Regions from separate parts of the Zea mays genome. Here all the other regions are linked to region 2. The links are chromatin contacts, called in public Hi-C maps. All regions are on one chromosome and are shown on one strand. The core of a region is the stretch at or near the end of the contact, and the rest is flanking DNA. Distances in the headings are between cores, read along the strand shown.

Region 1 (3,505 bases), core at 727-3,226, 290 kb before region 2:
TAACAGGAGTTCTATACAAAATAAATGAATAATTACATTATAAGGAGACAACGGTCCAGCAACCCAAAGTTGACTAGGAGACGACGGCCTAGACCTCTCACGAACACATCGCAGCATCCTCCATGCGCCTCATCCTGTGGTACCTGTTCTTGACCTGTGAGGGGGTGTGAGACAGCAAGAGTGAGCTCACATACGTTCATCGCTCAACAAGTTGTGGGGAATAATGTGCATGAACTCGCCAAAGGTGGGAGCTCATGTGAAGTGTAAGGCTTACCAAAGAGGATGGTTAGAGCTGAGCATTGCTTTTAAAGTTGGTCAAAATTTTATTAGCAATTATTAAGTATAAGTAAATACCAACCCAATTAAGTAGTAGAACAAAAGTAACAACATCACCTGCGATGCAATGCATATGGCAAATTGAATTTAGTTCCATATATTAATCATGTGAGTGTCCGAGCTGCTCATGACCGTGAGCACGACTAGTATACCAGTTTTACACTCTGCAGAGGTTGCACATCTTTACCCACAAGTCATGTTACCCATCTGCCAAGAGACGACCAATCCCATACACCTCTACCGAGGAGGTGAGACAGGGTAACACTACGAGGCCTTTACAAAGTTCCACTAGCTTCAGAAAACCAGCTACAGTTTATAGGAAGCTCCAGTGCAGGAATCCCTCGCCTAACCGCCATCGCAGCAAAATCAACCAAGGACATCCCTACACTGACCACTCCCCTACTGCCCTTGCCCCTTTCGGTTAAGGTAGTCATCCACTAGCTTTCCTAGTTAATCAGCCAAGGGCGTCCATAAACCCTTGTGGTAGCACTGTTTTCCCGGGTGGTTCTCCATGTTCCAATTAACATAATGATCTTAACATGAACAATAAATAACAACTGATAACAAAAGTATAATCATGAATAGTGTAATCTTCATACCCAAAACCACATAAAGCAATAGCAGGTACTACCCAAAAAGTTTAGTGGAGTCAAGGTATAAAGATAATCAAACTAGGGTAACCTGTTGGGTCCCATCAAAATTAACCTATGCAGATCATTATGATTAATTAGAACATGACTGGGTAAAAGAAGTGATCAAGGGCACAACTTGCCTGGGACTTGATATTCCAGGTACCAACTTGCTCTTCAGATGACACATGACCTCACTGCTAGTCGTAGCAATACAAATAAACATGGTATAGGCAAAATTAACATCACACCAAGCATAAGAATAAACTGCGTAATAATAATCTATGCGAAGCTACAAGATCGTGGGTTCGAGAATAGCTAAAATTGGAGTTATGGTTAAGGAGTTATGATTTATGGGAGATCTATGTGATTTAACTATTAAACTATATTATAAATTGATTAGTATACACCATATGAGATAATATTCTATGAATAATTAATTCAACTTTAATCTTAATTATAACTTGACTAGAGAACATATTTTAATCAAACTATAATCATGGATAGGTTAACTTCGTTTAGAGGAGTTAATCTATTAAACATAGGCTAGACAAATTTCTAAAAATAAAAGTATGGGGTGCGATAAATGTTAGTGTCATACTGTATAGATGATATTATTGTGAATCTAACGCAATTCGAACGGATCAAATCAGAGTTACGGTTAAAAAGTTACGAATTTCTATAGATTTAGCACTGGTGCACAAAAGAAATTAAGTACACAATTTTAGTTTAGGTTTCATAACAAAATAAACTTACTAGGTGATAGACAAAAAAAATTATTGCAACTAGAATGGATGAAAAAGGATTTAAAATGAATTTTCTATGAAGTATATAAGTTTTGGAATTATTTTAGCACTAGAAATTCATTTTCTAAAACCTTTTCCCTATTTTCTCGAATTACAGGACTGCGCGCAGCATTTCAGAGAAATGCAGGGTCTAATTCGAAAGACTCCCAAGGCTCAGGCTACAGCTAGGGTGGACTGCGGGTTCAATATCATAAACCTGAGGGTCTCTCACGTAAAAAGCCTGGCCGAAGGGGTACCGCGCAACCTGAACCGTCTGATGTACTACAACGGCCTTGATTTAAAACATCTAGTTCTAATCTCACTCGTCCAACACCAGATCAGCGTCTCAAATTGCTTCTTCCTTCTCCCGGCGGTCAGCCATGGTGGCTCGCGCAGTACACAGCAGAGGCCATTGCCGGCACACGCCCATCCGGTATGCTAGCATCCAAACTTAAGCGCGACTCGATGAAAATGAAACAGGAGGGGCAAACTCGGAAAGGCTATCATACCGGTAGTAGGGACGGACCCCGGTGCTGGTGCCAGCGTTTGTCCATAGCTTCGCGTGGTCGCGAATACGACCGAGGCTTCGACAACGATCTTCCCAGTTATCTAGCCGTCGTAGCTCCATGCAATCCTCTGGTGCATGCACGACTTGATCTGAGGGACCTCCTAGCTACACTCCGAGGTTAACCAATGGCATAGACACCACAACGCTTCCTCGGTGACAAACTCTATTTCTTTCTCTACCTGCTATATATCTGTTAATTCGCGCAGACCATAAGTATGATGTCCAACGCGAGGTCACGGTGGTGAATAAATATACCCAGGGGCGGATACATGGAGGAGGTAGTTACGGTGATCATGCAGTTGTTGTTGGGTTTGTTACGCTGGTGAAGGAGAAGCTGGCCAGACAGATGCTTTATTCACGGGATTAGTTCATAACGAACTCCGTGCATGGCTCTGGGAGAGTTTTCGCGAGGGGAATACACCAGGCGGATAAATCCCTGGGCCCCAGGCACTGTTGGTGGCGAGGCCGCGCGGTGTGGAGCCCCATCTCCCAGAATCAGGTTTCCACAGCCGTCTGAGGTTCATGGCACCGCCCGCTTGTTTCGGTGAGGAGGAAAGAAGAAAGGGATGACATGTGGGGACCACAATTCAGTGATTGAGCACCAGCCAAAGCCGTGAGCCACGATTGCCTAGTTGGTCCACTGAACGGCACCAGGGGAAAGCGAGAGCCCATGTGGTTCTGGGCCAGAACAAAAAAAAAAAAAACAGTCGGCCGCAGAGAGGTTTTCTTTTTTTAATCCAAAATTCAAACCTAAATGAGAGTTTTAGTTTTTTTAAATGTATAAATCAAGAAAACATCTAGCATGAATGCTTAACTTCTTTATAGTTCATCTCTTACATTAATTACATTAATCATGAACCTTTATATGCTTTAAAACGAGTAAGAACCCATGTTACACAAAGTATTATTCCCTTCTATTTTGTTATCTAAATTTTGGGTATTACAACCCATCACCCGTGACGCCGCTCGCGGGTGTCACTTTCACGATGCGCTCGACACCTTGCTATGCCGGGCACTTGACCGATGTACTTGGTCTATCGAGTATCGCTGTGTGGTCTTCCAGCACAGTCACGGGGTTTACCCGGACCGTTGGGAGGCGACCTGCTTAGTGCGCCGTCCAGAGAACAGTCTCCGGGGTGCGGAGGTCTGCTCAGAGCACTACTCTATTTCTGAGCGGGACTCAGCTG
Region 2 (3,514 bases), core at 864-3,363:
TCTAATAAGGGTTTTGATGATCTATTAAAAACTTATGAAGAAGTTGCTTCTGAAGGTTAAGAAATCGACCACTACAACATATGGAGCAAAAGAGGTTGTTTGTCCTATAGTTAGAAGTGCTAGAGATATATATACATGCCCTAATGACTGTATCTTATACTACGGTGATGATTACGAGGAAGTGGAAACATGCTGTCTACAAAAACATCGAGATATAAGATAAGACAAGATGACCCTATTGATGTTGATGGAGAACCTAGAAGGGAGAGAGAGAGAGAGCCTCTTCCAAGGTCATTTGAAGCGTTTGTTTTGAAACAAAGAGCATACAAAAATGACGAGGCGGCAAAACGCCGTGTTCAATTAATTTCAAACAAAAGTATATTAAAAAAAAATTGATACAACGCTGAGGTTGTTGTCGTCTTCTGGGTAAAGACTATACACTGAAATGTTACGGTAGGTAAAGCTTAAAACCAGACACTAAAGCGTTGGTGGTCTAATGATGACGACAGTCGGCAGCTTGGTGTGGTGTGTGTGATCGATAGCTAGCTGATAAAGGCTGGGACGCTGGGTGCTACAAGACCGGTTGGCAAAGGCCGAAACTATGCTACTACTAGTTTTTTCCCCCTGCCTTTTTTTAGTTGGTATCTAGTGCTATGGTTCAGATGAGATGTTTAAAAAGCCAGCTTGTGTCCTTGGAAGCCGGTGGTATGTATTGCCGATGTGACTTCAATATGGGGGAAAAAGAGAGACGTCAACCTAAGGTTAAGGCATATGCTAGGCTGGTAGAAGTCAGCTTAGCTTAGCTTAGCTGCTTAGGCGTACTTCATTTCACCTGTGCTTTTTCTTTTAAAAAAAAGGGAGTTCAGCGGTAGTAGTACTTTGTTATTTCCTGTATATATTGATACCCCTAACCTGATATCTCAAATATCTCAGTCATTACGTGTGTTCGTTGGACACATTCGAACTCAGCGGTAGTACATCTCGTTTTTTTTTTCCTTTCTATATATATAAAAAAACATACGTTGTCACTTGGAAAACGATAGAATAGACAGACAGAGAAACAAAAGTGGCAAAGGCAACACGGCAGAGAGAGAGCATTTTTGGGACCCAAAAACGAGAGAGCCTTTCCTTTTGGCCCCAGGCCAGGGTTTTGCGATAGCAATAGTGGCCCGGATACGTCCAGCAGATAGCCCAACGTCCACGTACACCATTTTGGTGCACCTACCAGCAGTTCTCGGCTTCTCGCGCTCCGTCCAACTCCCATGGCTGGACTCGAACGAAAAAAAAAATCTAGGGCACGTTTGCGACCTTGGCCCGCTGGCCTGGCTGCGCTCGCTGGATGCAACGTGTGTGTTTGTGTGTCTTAATTTGTTTTGGGGCTCGGTCCTGCGGGTGTAAAAGTGGCTCTTCAGCCTGGCTCCCAGAAAACGAAGGCAGGCTCCGTTTTTTTGGAGCTCGGCTGCCGGTGGCGCAAACCAGCTCCTCGTGGCTGCTTTCAAGAAGCAAAAGTGACTTTTAACCTGGTTGTCTACGTGTGACAAACATCGGCTCACTTGGACCGGGCTTATTTGGTACAGTTGCACAAACAAAATATATTGTATCAATTGAGACCGGCTAACTTCAGCCCGGTTCACCCGAGCGAGCCGAGCCGGCCTCATACGCGTCGCAAACACGCCCCTAATCTCCGCGACGACAGCGACGACGAGGCCGGCGAAGGAGGAAAAGGCAGGCGAGCACGAAAAGCCGGAGGGCAACTCTCGTCCTCGTCCCCAAAGGGCAGCGGCAGGCCGGCTATCGCCAGATCCATCCAAACCTTCTCGCGCAACCCTCCAAAAGAAATAATAAACAAACAAAAAAGGCATGCGAGGGGATAGAGACAGAGACTGAGAGAGAGGGGAAGGAGGAAGAAGATAGTGTGTGAGAGAAAAATATTGACAAGTTTGGGTAGGGAGAAGAAGTGGGGGGTTGGGTGCGTGCGTGTAGGCCCCGCATCCCCCGCGGGTTTTACTTTTTGAGCCGCCCGGTTTTGTCGTCTCCTCCGTCCGTCCGGCGTCCGGCTCCGCACCTCGCTATTACCCCTCGCCCCTTCCCTCCTTCCTGTTCCCCTCCATCACTCCCTCGCCTCCCCCGCTGTGCCGGCCTGCACACACAGACACACACACCACAGCCTACAGCGCTTCTGCTGCTCCAGCTCCTCGTACTACCGCGCCCGCGCGCTGCTCGTTCCCCGGCCTCTGCTTGCTTGGCTCGTCGAGCCCAGAGGTTGGTGGAGAGGCGGGGCTTATTGCCCCAGATAGGAGATCGGGGACGCGGGAGGGCGCGTCGCGCTCGGGCCGGTCTCGGTTCAGCGGGATCACTTGCCCGTGGCCGTGGTCGGGCCTCCGGCGCCCATGTGGTGAGCCAAGCCAGGCTTTTGTTGCCCGGGGGGCAGAGATCTTGCACTTGCAGCAGTGAAGCCGGCGGTGCGGTCCGGTCCGGTCCGGAGCCGAGCGGCGCCCACCGCCATGGCCGGCAGCGACGAGGTCAACCGCAACGAGTGCAAGGTGCGCGCGCGCAAGCGGCTACCGCTGCTGCTTCCTCCTGTCCCCTGGGGCCTGTACGTACTAGTTTCTTCGCGCGGGCATGCGCGCCGCCGTCCTTGCGCGTTTCTTCTGTTGGGATGCGCCAGGGCGGCGCGCCTCCCGATTTGTGCCGCCGCTTTATGCATGGTTCGGTGGGGCGGTGGTGGGTCGGGGCCAGCGCCGGCCGGTGATTTCGCGGGTCAATCGCTCGCTCCTTTCCCCTTTGGGCTCAATCCCAAATTTATCCTCTTCTCGCTTGCCCCCGTTGTTTTTTTTTTGGAGTTTGGGAGGGAGTGGCGAGGGGTGTCACGGAAATGGCTACCCAACAAGACGGAAGCGACCAAATCATTGCCAAAGCTTCCATCTTTTCTGCTGGCAGTGGCAGGCGGCGGCCGAAGGTCCGGTGGCCGCTCGCATTGCCGTTCTCACGAAACTGCAAAAGAGTAGGGTGGCGTGTGTGTGTGTGTGTGATGAGGAGGAGGTTTGAGTGTTGCTGAGGAACTGTCTGTTGCTGCTGATGTTTGTTCCTTGTTGTTGTTGTGTGGTGTGGTTGTGCAGGGGGCGGTGCCGATCCACACATGGGTCCTCATCTCCAACTTCAAGCTGGCGTACAACATGCTCCGGCGGGCGGACGGCACCTTCGACCGCGACCTGGCCGAGTTCCTGGACCGGCGGGTGGCGCCCGACGCGCGGGCCCAGGAGGGGGTCTCCTCCTTCGACCACGTGATCGACACGTCGACCGGCCTGGAGGTCCGCATCTACCGCGCCGCCGCCAACAACAACGGCGGCGGCGGCGCCACCCTGCCCATCCTGGACTTCCTCGGCGGCACGCCGGCGGCGTCGACGCCGTTCCCGGTCATCCTCTTCTTCCACGGCGGCAGCTTCGCGCACTCGTCGTCCGGCACGGCCATCTACGACAACCTGTGCCGGCGGCTGGTGAGGCTGAGCAAGGG
Region 3 (3,290 bases), core at 228-2,727, 340 kb before region 2:
ACAATGCTGACTGATGAAAAGTTGCAAAATAGAGTTACATGCAAACCAAAACTGAACAAAGCATGTAGAATAAGGGTGATAAGCTAAACTTATTAAATCCAGGAGAAACTTACAAGATACCGCTGATCAGGTGATAAGGATACATCACTGATTGTCCATCTTAAACACCTAGCATGAATGTCTTTGTGTATGCTCCAGCCTCTATCAACATCGTATATTCTTATGTGACTTCCCTGAAAATGAAAAGAAATGTTATTTATACTACGTCTATAAATTTTAACTTTAAAAATGCATAACATGATGACAGAAAAAGTAAACACCAGGAAATTCTGACTTGAACTTGTTTAAAACCTCGACTATTGTTGGTTGAGCATAGCATACCTGAAAACCAGCAACAAAAAGAGTACCATCAGCAGAAAACTGTGAAACGTAAGCACGAGAATCCATCCTATCCAATAATTCAGGATTGTTCATCGGAACATGACGACCTAGAACAAATGCACGGTCACCAGAAGAGAACATCCCCTTTCCAGAACAATCAATTTCCCTTCGAGATAATAACTTGGCAGTTGATATTATGCCTCTGTTGGTACCCATGGACTTGTAGCTTTCAGTAAGTCCTGATCTCATTCGGGTCATATGAAAAATATCATTATGTAGTGTTGCAAACTCATCGTTCACTTGAACTGAGCCAGATCCACCAGTATTCTGCCCTTCAGCCTCATAGTATTCATCGTCTAGCCTACTCATGCCATAACCCATTCTTTCAGGCCGATGTATTTATTGATTTTCTCTGCAAACACTTATCAATATTCAGACTCAAAGGCTTGTTTATAGAAATCGGAATGTTTCCAAGGAACAACGAAATTTGTTACATCTTTGCAATTGCATAAAAGACACATATCACGTGAGAGCAGCCTGTTTTTTAAGGTCAGGAGCAGCTTATGTTGGCCAGTTTGTTCGTTGAATGTGCTTTTTTAACTAGAATTCACAAGCCCGATTCAAACCTCTGGTTTCTACTCTAAATACACCCTATAAATTGTGGTATTGCATCATAAAATATTTTAAAACAGTGAAACTGCATCCGCGAACATGCAGGAACAAAGATTTTACTACTGATAATTACTAGCTATCAGGGGGAACCCAGTAAAGGGCATGGGTATACACATGTACACACGATAATTTTTGCCCAAAAAAAAGAGTTAGCAGGGATAATACTACATGTACACTACACTTGTAACTACATCAGATTCGACAAATAGATGTTAGGGGAAGAAAAGGGATAGGCGTACCCGGTGGGTGCTTGTCCCCGGCGAAGGGCCCAAAGAAGACCTGAGCAACTGTTGTAGGGCGGAGGCGATAGTCGCCCAGTCGCCGCCACGAGAGAGCGAGAAGCGCGCACGCACCAGGGGACGGGAGAACCACGCCAGAGCGAGCCAAGGGACAGAGGGAAGCGCCGGAGAATGGGAAGAGCCTGGGCGGACCGGATAACAAAAAAAAAAGGGCTTGTAGAGGGTTTTCTTGCTGGTAGCAAGCGGTTCTTTGCACACACAGTCACACCTCACGCATAAGAAAACAAAGTGATGAACGGGAGAGATTTGCCATTAGTATTTGTTGGCGCCGATCTAACCGTCAATCACTACGATATGCATTGGTGATGATGCTCGCGGACACAATCACACCTCACGCATAAGAAAACAAAGTGAAGAATGGGAGAAAATTGCTATTAGTATTTGTAGGCGCCAATCTATACGCCAATCACTACAATGTGCATTAATGGCGGTGCTCTCTACGGCAGCGTGGACGGTCCGCGACCTGGCGCAGGAGTTAGAGTTTCTGCAGACAAGTCGTACGGTCCACGCCTGATGGGCGAACGGTCCACGCGTGTAGAGGCGATGGAGTTCGCCAACAACACCTAGATCTCGCTTCCGGAAGGGACCCATCGAGGAGGAGAGGTTATAGGATTTATTTTGGGATCGGCAGACCATCCAAGACGCCTCTAAACGACATAGAGCCGGAGAGAGATGAAGATTAGAGGGGAAACTATGTTATTGTCCACACCTAGGGCAAAAGGTAAAGAACGGAAGATAAATTGATTGTTTGATTAATTGTTGGTGATTGTATCGGTCGTACCCCTTAATATATATAGGAGGGAGATCTAGATCCGTTTCTAGACGTCTCCCAACAGCAACACCGGATTTAGAGGGGCAAATCGCGTGGAAAACAGATTAGTTGTGCCTAATCTGATCTATTCGTGGACCGTCCACGCCTACGGGCGGACTGTCCTCGTGCTGGACCATCCGATCCTCAAGGTCGGACCATCTGACTATGCCCAGTACCACAAATGGTGCTCAACACATGTCCCTCTTTCTTTTGGAGGAGCTGGGTGAACCAAAAGCACTAGCACATGATGTAATCAACTCGACGTGACCACATCGGTTCTTTTAAGCATCTTGCCACGTACTACAATGATATTGCTTCCAAAAACGTTCGTTCAGCGCATTGGACAAGTCCTCACCTTGTAATTTTGTAATATATAAGTGTTTCCAGGTAATGATATTACATGTGTGATCTTTTAAAGACCTTTCTAGCTTGGCGACTATTTTCCAAACTTCCGGTCTCTGTTCCTCAATGGCAAGATGGTCTTTCATACCAGGTTTCCAACCTGGAATGACTTAGCCTTGACCTTATTGTTGTAAGCTTTGCCGACCATGATCTTGTCTTTTCTATTTCTCCTAGAGCTATCAATCTCTTGTTGGTCACTTCATCAATATAGTCTATCATTGAATTATAATAATCACCGACAGTTACATCATTCTGACTGGCGAACCTGACAACATTTAGGCTTACCTCCACATGCAAAACCGCTTCCTGCCAAAAACAAGCTCAAAGGAGAAACTTTAGTAGCATGGTGTTTAGATATTCTATGAGCCCATAAAGCTTCAGACAAAACCTTATGCCAATGCTTAGGATGATCAGATATTTTCTTTTTATAAGGCTAATCAATGTCCTATTACTAGACTCGGCCTTCTCATTGTCCTGAGCATAATATGGAGACGAATTGAGCAACTTGATCTTATATGATTCAGCAAACTTATGTACCTCATTTGATATAAAAGAAGTCCCCTGGTCTATGGTCAAAGTCTGAGTAATGCCAAGTCTATGAATGATATGCCAGTTATCAACCCAATTACCTCTCTATGTGTCATGTTCTTCAGAGCAACGACTTCAGTCCATTTGGTAAAGTAATATGTGGTGACTAACACGAATTGATGCCTTTTGATGATGAA

Evidence for each region. A called contact is a pair of places that touch in the nucleus more often than the background predicts.
Region 1: a Hi-C map of ear shows a contact between it and region 2, with 4 times the contacts expected there. The contact joins the enhancer-like site here to the promoter of LOC100216730 in region 2. A contact is called at or near these places in 2 of 25 Hi-C or Micro-C datasets (ear and tassel).
Region 3: a contact with region 2 is called in a Hi-C map of ear, with 2.8 times the contacts expected there. The contact joins the promoter of LOC100281565 here to the promoter of LOC100216730 in region 2. A contact is called at or near these places in 6 of 25 Hi-C or Micro-C datasets (bundle sheath, ear, endosperm and 1 more).

The regions. Positions count from the first base shown.
Region 1 is chr8:108,519,690-108,523,194 of Zm-B73-REFERENCE-NAM-5.0, forward strand. No RefSeq gene overlaps it. Among protein-coding and RNA genes, the nearest start is that of LOC109942011, 45 kb to the left of the region's middle. Within about 2 kb of position 1,977, at least 17 of the 20 cell types and tissues checked have an H3K27ac peak or open chromatin away from gene starts, as enhancers often do. A contact at or near this core is called in ear and tassel, where this site is marked.
Region 2 is chr8:108,807,253-108,810,766 of Zm-B73-REFERENCE-NAM-5.0, forward strand. LOC100216730 (Gibberellin receptor GID1A) reads left to right here and starts at 2,114. Exons shown (of 2, transcript NM_001399100.1): 1 at 2,114-2,543; 2 at 3,120-3,514. The coding sequence starts at 2,505.
Region 3 is chr8:108,472,292-108,475,581 of Zm-B73-REFERENCE-NAM-5.0, forward strand. It overlaps LOC100281565 (LEC14B), which reads right to left and starts at 1,478. Exons shown (of 10, transcript NM_001154484.2): 1 at 1,293-1,478; 2 at 382-793; 3 at 114-233. The coding sequence starts at 762.